2 separate regions of the Mus musculus genome follow, and region 1 is linked to region 2. The links are chromatin contacts, called in public ChIA-PET maps. All regions are on one chromosome and are shown on one strand. The core of a region is the stretch at or near the end of the contact, and the rest is flanking DNA. Distances in the headings are between cores, read along the strand shown. Region 1 has its middle 18 kb from the start of Tmem94. Region 2 holds the start of H3f3b (H3.3 histone B).

Evidence for each region. ChIA-PET counts read pairs in DNA pulled down with a chosen protein or histone mark.
Region 1: an RNA polymerase II ChIA-PET map of memory CD8 T cells shows a contact between it and region 2, with 88 read pairs. The contact joins the enhancer-like site here to the promoter of H3f3b in region 2. A contact is called at or near these places in 1 of 39 promoter capture datasets (stem cell-derived epiblast-like cells), 1 of 484 Hi-C or Micro-C datasets (embryonic stem cells), 2 of 115 datasets of contacts at active chromatin or transcription factors (memory CD8 T cells and pancreatic cancer cells) and 2 of 9 other capture datasets (liver and pancreatic islet).

The regions. Positions count from the first base shown.
Region 1 is chr11:115,745,967-115,749,653 of GRCm38.p6, reverse strand. No RefSeq gene overlaps it. Among named protein-coding and RNA genes, the nearest start is that of Tmem94, 18 kb to the left of the region's middle. Within about 2 kb of position 2,128, at least 57 of the 459 cell types and tissues checked have an H3K27ac peak or open chromatin away from gene starts, as enhancers often do. A contact at or near this core is called in memory CD8 T cells and pancreatic cancer cells, where this site is marked.
Region 2 is chr11:116,022,957-116,026,447 of GRCm38.p6, reverse strand. It overlaps H3f3b (H3.3 histone B), which reads left to right and starts at 1,944. Exons shown (of 4, transcript NM_008211.3): 1 at 1,944-2,069; 2 at 2,429-2,566; 3 at 2,670-2,823; 4 at 2,913-3,491. The coding sequence starts at 2,439. The coding sequence ends at 3,041.

The sequences.
Region 1 (3,687 bases), core at 879-3,378, 280 kb after region 2:
TTGATAAATCTGCGGAATGACCCTTTCAAAACCTGACCGACGAGGGCTGGGAGTGTAGCTCAGTGGTAGAGTGCTTGCTTCTGCATGCAGCGGTTCAAATCCTCAGGGACTCAGACCACCCAAAGTACATACAAGAGGCCAAGAAATGGCTCAGAAGGGCACTTGCTGTTCTCCAGGGACAGAGTTGGGTCCCAGCACTCAGAGCAAATGGCTCAACCCTGCCTATAACTTAGCTCCAGGGGAACTGATCCCATCTTCTGGCCTCTGTGGCCAGGTGAATGCATTCTCACACACACACCAGCAGCAGCAGCAGCAACAGCAACAGCAGCAACAACAACAATAAATCTACTTAAAGAAGTTTACATAAATCTGATCAACAAGGGCTGAGGTGTGGCTGAGGAGTTAAACCCCAGGTTCCATCCCTAGCACAAAAAAAAAAAATCCCTGTCTAATGATGGGATCTTTTGTTGTCCCACCTGACAGTCAATCAGTCAGTACACATGCATTTAGTGTCCCTTAGAAGTGACAGCAAGGGTTGGTGAGATGGCTCAGCAGGTAAGAGCACCCGACTGCTCTTCCAAAGGTCCAGAGTTCAAATCACAGCAACCACATGGTGGCTCACAACCATCCGTAACGAGATCTGACTCCCTCTTCTGGAATGTCAGAAGACAGCTACAGTGTACTTACATATAATAAATAATAAATAAATCTTTTAAAAAAAAAAAAGAAAAAAAAAAAGAAGTGACAGCAAGCCGGGCGTGGTGGCGCACGCCTTTAATCCCAGCACTCGGGAGGCAGAGGCAGGCGGATTTTTGAGTTCGAGGCCAGCCTAGTCTATAGAGTGAGCTCCAGGACAGCCAGGGCTTCACAGAGAAACCCTGTCTCAAAAAACCAAAAAAAGAAAAAAAGAAAAAGAAAGAAAGAAAGAAAGAAAGAAAGAAAGAAAGAAAGAAAGAAAGAAAGAAAGAAAGAAAATGGGTTACAAAGAAGTAAGAGCAACATTGGGAAGAAGAGTGCTGAGCGGTAGGACGAGTGGACCCCATGCTAAGGTGGCAGCCACTCGGGTGCTAGGATATAGGTGCATTCAAAAAAACTACTGGGTGAAACCTACTGGCTGATTTGAAATAAGTCTTAGATAGGAAAATAGTGGAATAGCTCTCTTAAGCTCTAGACCTCAGACAGGCAGTGGTGCACACCCTTAATCCCAACACTTGGGAGGCAGAAACAAGCAGATCACCGTTAGAGGCCTGCCTGGTCAACATAGTGAGTTCCAGGCCAGCCAGGGCTATGTGGTGAGACCCTGTCTCTAAAAAAGGACAGGTTGGAGAGATGGCACCCAGTGTGAATCTCTGGGCTGAGATGTGCTAACCACACAAGCATGTTGACCCAGGTTCAAATCTCAGAACCCAGGGAAAAAACTGCATGCTGTGGTACACAAGCTTAGCCCCCTACAGAGATAGGAGATGAAGGCAGGAAAACTGCCCAGAGGCTGTGAACCAGCTGTCCCGGAATTCACAGCGCAACAGAAACAAGAGAAATCTAACCTCTACAAGATGGAGAAGAAACCGATCTCCCTCGCCCCCATTTTTGTGCCATGGAACCTGTGAAAGAAAGGAGAAGAAGAGAGGGAAGAGGGAGAGAAGGCAGGAGGGAGAGAAAAAGGGAAGGGAAGGGGAGGGGGAAAGTGGAAGGAGAAGAAAAGAAAGAAAAGAAAAGCAGGAATGAACAGGGCACCTCAGGGGTGGGACACACACCTGTGATCTATCTACACACTGGGAAGGCTGAGGCAGGAGGATTTTAAGTTTGAGAGTTTGAGGCCAGCTTGGGCTAAATGGTAAGAGCCTGTCTCAGAAAACGGGGAGCAGTGCATCTGGTGGAGAATACCCTTGTTCTTAAAGACCTCACCACATGGAGGTAAGAAGTGAGTCAGAAAACACGAGTGATTCAGGCCTGATTCAGGGACTCTAACAAGGATCTACACGCTGAGCCACCTGCAAGCTGAAACAAGCCCCTCCCCCCGCCCCCGCCCGCACCCCCCGCACCCCCCCCCCCCCCGGAGGAGCATCCTTCGTCACTGCGCCATCTTTTCCACCTAGTCATTTGCTTAAACGTGACAGGCAGAAGGGGGTTGGTTTAAGATCTTTGTGCTGAGAGACCGCGGGAATGGCTCCTTGTTTGCAATTTCAGGGGTCCTGAACGGGGCTTCTGGCATCCACATCCGGTGGCTCCCAACCACCTATAACTTCAACCCCCGGGGACCCAACACCCTCTTCAAGGGCACTGGGACACACACAGACACACAATCATAAATAAAAACAAATCTTCGTTTATGTTAAAGATCCTCATGCTGAAATGCTTTGAATTCAGCTGAGTTAAAACAACGAGATCCCTGGCCAGAAACAGCAGGGTGAGGATCCAAGCGCCCCAGTGGCTGATACCTGTTGTCACAGTCAAAGTTTCAGACACTTTCTGGCTCTTTAAAAAGATGACTGGAGTGGTCAAAGGACAAGCTGGGAGAAGAAAGCAAATGTAAGGAGCTGCTTTGGAGGAGGAAAAGGTTTTATTTTCCTAACAAACAAAAAACATTGAACTGGAAAGAACGCAGAGTCCATTTCCCATCTCTTCAGATACAGGAAAGAATAAAACAGAACAATGCCGAGGCCAGGGTGAAAACGGGTGACTCAGCAAGGGCAGTGTGCAGGGTGAGAATCTCTGTGCTGCACAAGCCCACATCAGATAACAAAACGCACGCGGTGATCAAGTCTTTGTTATGACTATCATTCCTTACGGTATACAACTCAGGAAAGAATTTCAAAGCTCTGTGTGAACATGTGGGTGCCGGGTGTATTTGATCAGCACAGTGAGTAAGTAGATAAAATCCCAAGGGGCTGATGAGATGGCTCAGTGGGTTAAAGTGCTTGCCACCAAGTCAGGGAGTTTGAGTCCCTGGACCACACGGTAGGAGAGAGCCAACATTTACAACTTGTCTTCCACATGTGCATTGTGGCATATACAAAAGTGTGCTCAACCATACACATAATAAAAAGTGAGGAAACCAGGCAGGTGGCGCACGCCTTTAGTCCCAGCACTTGGGAGGCAGAGGCAGGTGGATTTCTGAGTTCGAGGCCAGCCTGATCTGCAGAGTGAGTTCCAGGACAGCCAGGGCTACACAGAGAAACCCTGTCTCGAAAAACAAACAAACAAACAAAAAAGAAAGAGTGGGTCCTCTAAAACAGAGTTGGTCCTCTAACTTGGTGGATGTGTTCATTGGAAGAGGTAGCCAGCTTCCTCCCAGTTCAGTGCAACACTGAGTCATCTATAAAGGGAGACATGCTAGTCACAACAGGATGGAGGACATCAAAGGAACAATGAAACATCCTGCCACAGTGTGCTCCTTGTCAGTGAAATATCTGGTCCATGCAGGGTGACAGCTATAGTTTCTGCCACTAAAACCATTATCTGGGGACAGAGGTAGATGGCAAGACAGGGACTCATGAGAGGAGGGAGCCTCAATTGAGAAAATGCCTCCATTAGACTGGGCTGTGTGGGTAGGCCTTGTAGGACATTTGCTTAATTAGCCATTGATGGAGGAGGGCCCAGACCATGATGGGTGGAGCCATCCTTGGGCTGGTGGTCCTGGGTTGTATAAGAAAGCAGGCTGAGCAAGCCATGGGGAGCAAGCCTGGA
Region 2 (3,491 bases), core at 695-3,194:
CAAACTCAAACTTGCAACCGCAATCCCTGTCCCCAAAAGTGGTATTTTTATAATGCTGGAGACATAGCTCAGCAATTAAGAGCACTTGTTGCTTTAGCAGAGGACCTGGATTCAATTTTCAGCATCCACATGGTGGCTCACAACCAACCGTAAATCCAGTACCCTATTCTAACTCCCACGGGCACCAACCAGGCAAAACATTCAGACATCTTTCTAAAATCTGTCAGGTTTTTGACATAAGTAATAATTACCAAATATTACACAAGGACACCCATTTTTTATATTATCTTCTCCTTATGGACATGACACCCTCTTGAGGTTGTTACTCTTCCGGTGTATTTATTTCATGCAGTCGAATTAAATAGTTCAAGAAATATACAAGCAGGTAATTACTACTTCTTTGGTTGGTTTTTTTTTTTTTTTTTTTTTTTTTAAAGATTTATTTATTTATTATATGTAAGTACACTGTAGCTGTCTTCAGACACTCCAGAAGAGGGAGTCAGATCTCGTTAGGATGGTTTTGAGCCACCATGTGGTTGCTGGGATTTGAACTCCAGACCTTTGGAAGAGCCGTCGGGTGCTCTTACCCACTGAGCCATCTCACCAGCCCCCTTTGGTTGGTTTTTAAGACAGAGACTCACTAAGTAGCTCTGGCTATTCTGTAATTTCTATGTAGACCAGGTTGGCCTCAAAGCCACCTGCCTCTGTCTCCAGGTTGCTGGGATTAAAGAAATGTGTGTGCCAGCATGCCTGACAACTTCTTATTAACTCTAAGTACATTGAAATAAAATATTTTGTGATGGCCTGAATTAAACATGCAAAAATAGGTATTTGTTGTTTTGTTTTGAGACACGGTCTCCCTGGGTAGCTTTTGCTGGTGTGGTCCTGCCTTTAAACTCACATGGCTTTGCCTGCCTCCAGAGCGCTAGGATGCAAGGAACAGTCCCCTTTTGTTGTTTTTTGTTTTCTTGAAACTGTTTTATATATCCTAGACTGGCCTTGACTTAAGTAGCTGTGAATGACCTTGAATTTTGGATCCTGATTCCATCTCTGATATTACCTTCATGCACCTGGAGCTTGGTTTATGTAGTCCTGGAGAAAAAACAAACAAACCAGGATTTATAAAAGACAAGATCTCTGTAGGTAGGTCTGCTTGGCCTGGAACCCCCCACCCCCTGTGGATCAGGCTGGCCTCATGTTCACAGAAATCTGCTTGCCTTTGAGCTTCCTAAAAGCTGAGATTAAAGGCCTGCAGCACCACCCAACTCGGAAATAATTTTTTTGAATTTTGATTCTTTGTGTCTATTACCCTTCCCCATCAAACAATTGCTTTATGCTTTAGAATGTGTATGCATTTACAGTGCACAAAACACTATATGCTGTAAGATGACTGACTGGATTACATTTCTCATACTATATTAAACGATGAAAATTACAGAAAGTAAATTATTCAGGGAATAATTTCATCCTACATTAAAATAATAGTAATAATTACTATTATTATATTTACGCAAAATCTCTCTAAAATGGTCTCTTGATGCAAAAAAGTCGTAGACTCTTGCCGACCCAACTTTCTTAAATTCCAGGAGACTAGTGCAATTCATTTGCATTGACTTTCTATTGTAGAGCTTTGGAACCAAGAGAAGGATCCAAACATAGCTCCATTTTATCCAATCAGAAGAGCTCCCTAGTGCTAAACTCTGATTCGTCTGTTCCTCTTTGCATCCAGCCAATCCTGAAGCAATTGTAACAGCCAATCAGTGGCCTGAACACCGGCCAATCAGGAAACGGCCCCGAAGTACGGCCTTTGTGTCGGGAGATGTCAGCGCGTCGGCGAAAGCTCCCGCCAATCGAAAAAGTCGTTGGTGTATGCAAATCAGGGTTCTGTGACGCACTGACGCAGCGTGCAGCGTCTCTATAAATATGGAGGCGTCGGGGGGCTTGGAGCGCAGAGCGGTTTGGTCGTTCGTTGGTGGAGTATCTGCCCGTTCTGCTCGCCGATTGCGGCTCTTGTTCGAGCGCTTCCAGCGTCGCCTCGGTCTCAGCAAGGGCCCCAGACTCGGCTTTGGGTGAGTTCGCGGCTCTGCCGGCGGCCGGAGCCTCCCTGGCTTTTAGGACCGCGGTCGCTGGCAGCCGACGGTCTGGTCGGTGAGGCAGCCCGGGAGGTCGAGTTCGGTCGCGTTCCGCCACCTCCGTCCTGTCTGCTTCCCGGTGGTGACTCACAGGTCCCGCCGCGGTGTTTCCGGCCGCCCGTGGAGCGGGAAGTTGCTCCTCCCCGCGCTCCCCCTCCCGGGGGAGGCCGCAGCCCGGCGCAGCCTGAGTCATTAGGGGAGGGGGAGGAGGCGGCGGCCGCCATCTGCTGCGGCGAGGAGGGGCGCCTGGCAGCCGGAGCCCGGTGACCTGGCCTTGAACGTCGCTTGTCTCGCAGGTGAAAAAAAATGGCCCGAACCAAGCAGACCGCTAGGAAGTCCACCGGTGGGAAAGCCCCCCGCAAACAGCTGGCCACCAAGGCGGCTCGGAAAAGCGCGCCCTCTACCGGCGGGGTGAAGAAGCCTCACCGCTACAGGTAGGCAGAGGGCTGGGAACAATGACTTGGCCGCCGGCTTGCGGGCGGGCGCTCTCTCCCTTCTCCCTGACCGTTGACGCCTTCCTTCTTCTGGTGACTGCAGGCCAGGGACCGTGGCTCTGAGAGAGATCCGTCGTTACCAGAAATCGACTGAGCTGCTCATCCGGAAGCTGCCATTCCAGAGATTGGTGAGGGAGATCGCCCAGGATTTCAAAACCGACTTGAGGTTTCAAAGTGCAGCCATCGGTGCCCTTCAGGTAAAGGGACAAAAGGCTTGGTGGCACTCGGGGCGGCGGCTTGATTGCTCCAGTAGGAGTGTTAATGCTGTTGCTCTTGTCCTCAACAGGAGGCTAGCGAAGCATACCTGGTGGGGTTGTTTGAAGATACCAATCTGTGTGCCATCCACGCCAAGAGAGTCACCATCATGCCCAAAGACATCCAGTTGGCTCGCCGGATACGGGGGGAGAGAGCTTAAGTTGAAGCGGTTTTTATGGCATTTTGTAGTAAATTCTGTAAAATACTTTGGTTTAATTTGTGACTTTTTTTGTAAGAAATTGTTTATAATATGTTGCATTTGTACTTAAGTCATTCCATCTTTCACTCAGGATGAATGGGAAGAGTGACTGACTGTTCACAGACCTCAGTGATGTGAGCACTGTGGCTCAGGAGTGACAAGTTGCTAATACGCAGAAGGGATGGGTGATACTTCTTGCTTTTCATGATGCATGTTTCTGTATGTTAATGACTTGTTGGGTAGCTATTAAGGTACTAGAATTGATAAATGTGTACAGGGTCCTTTTGCAATAAAACTGGTTATGACTTGATCCAAGTGTTTAACCATACATCACTGTGATAGAATGTGGGCTTTTTCAAAGGTTGAAGATACAAGTTTTAGCCACAGTGTAACAGTTTCCTTTAAAAAAAA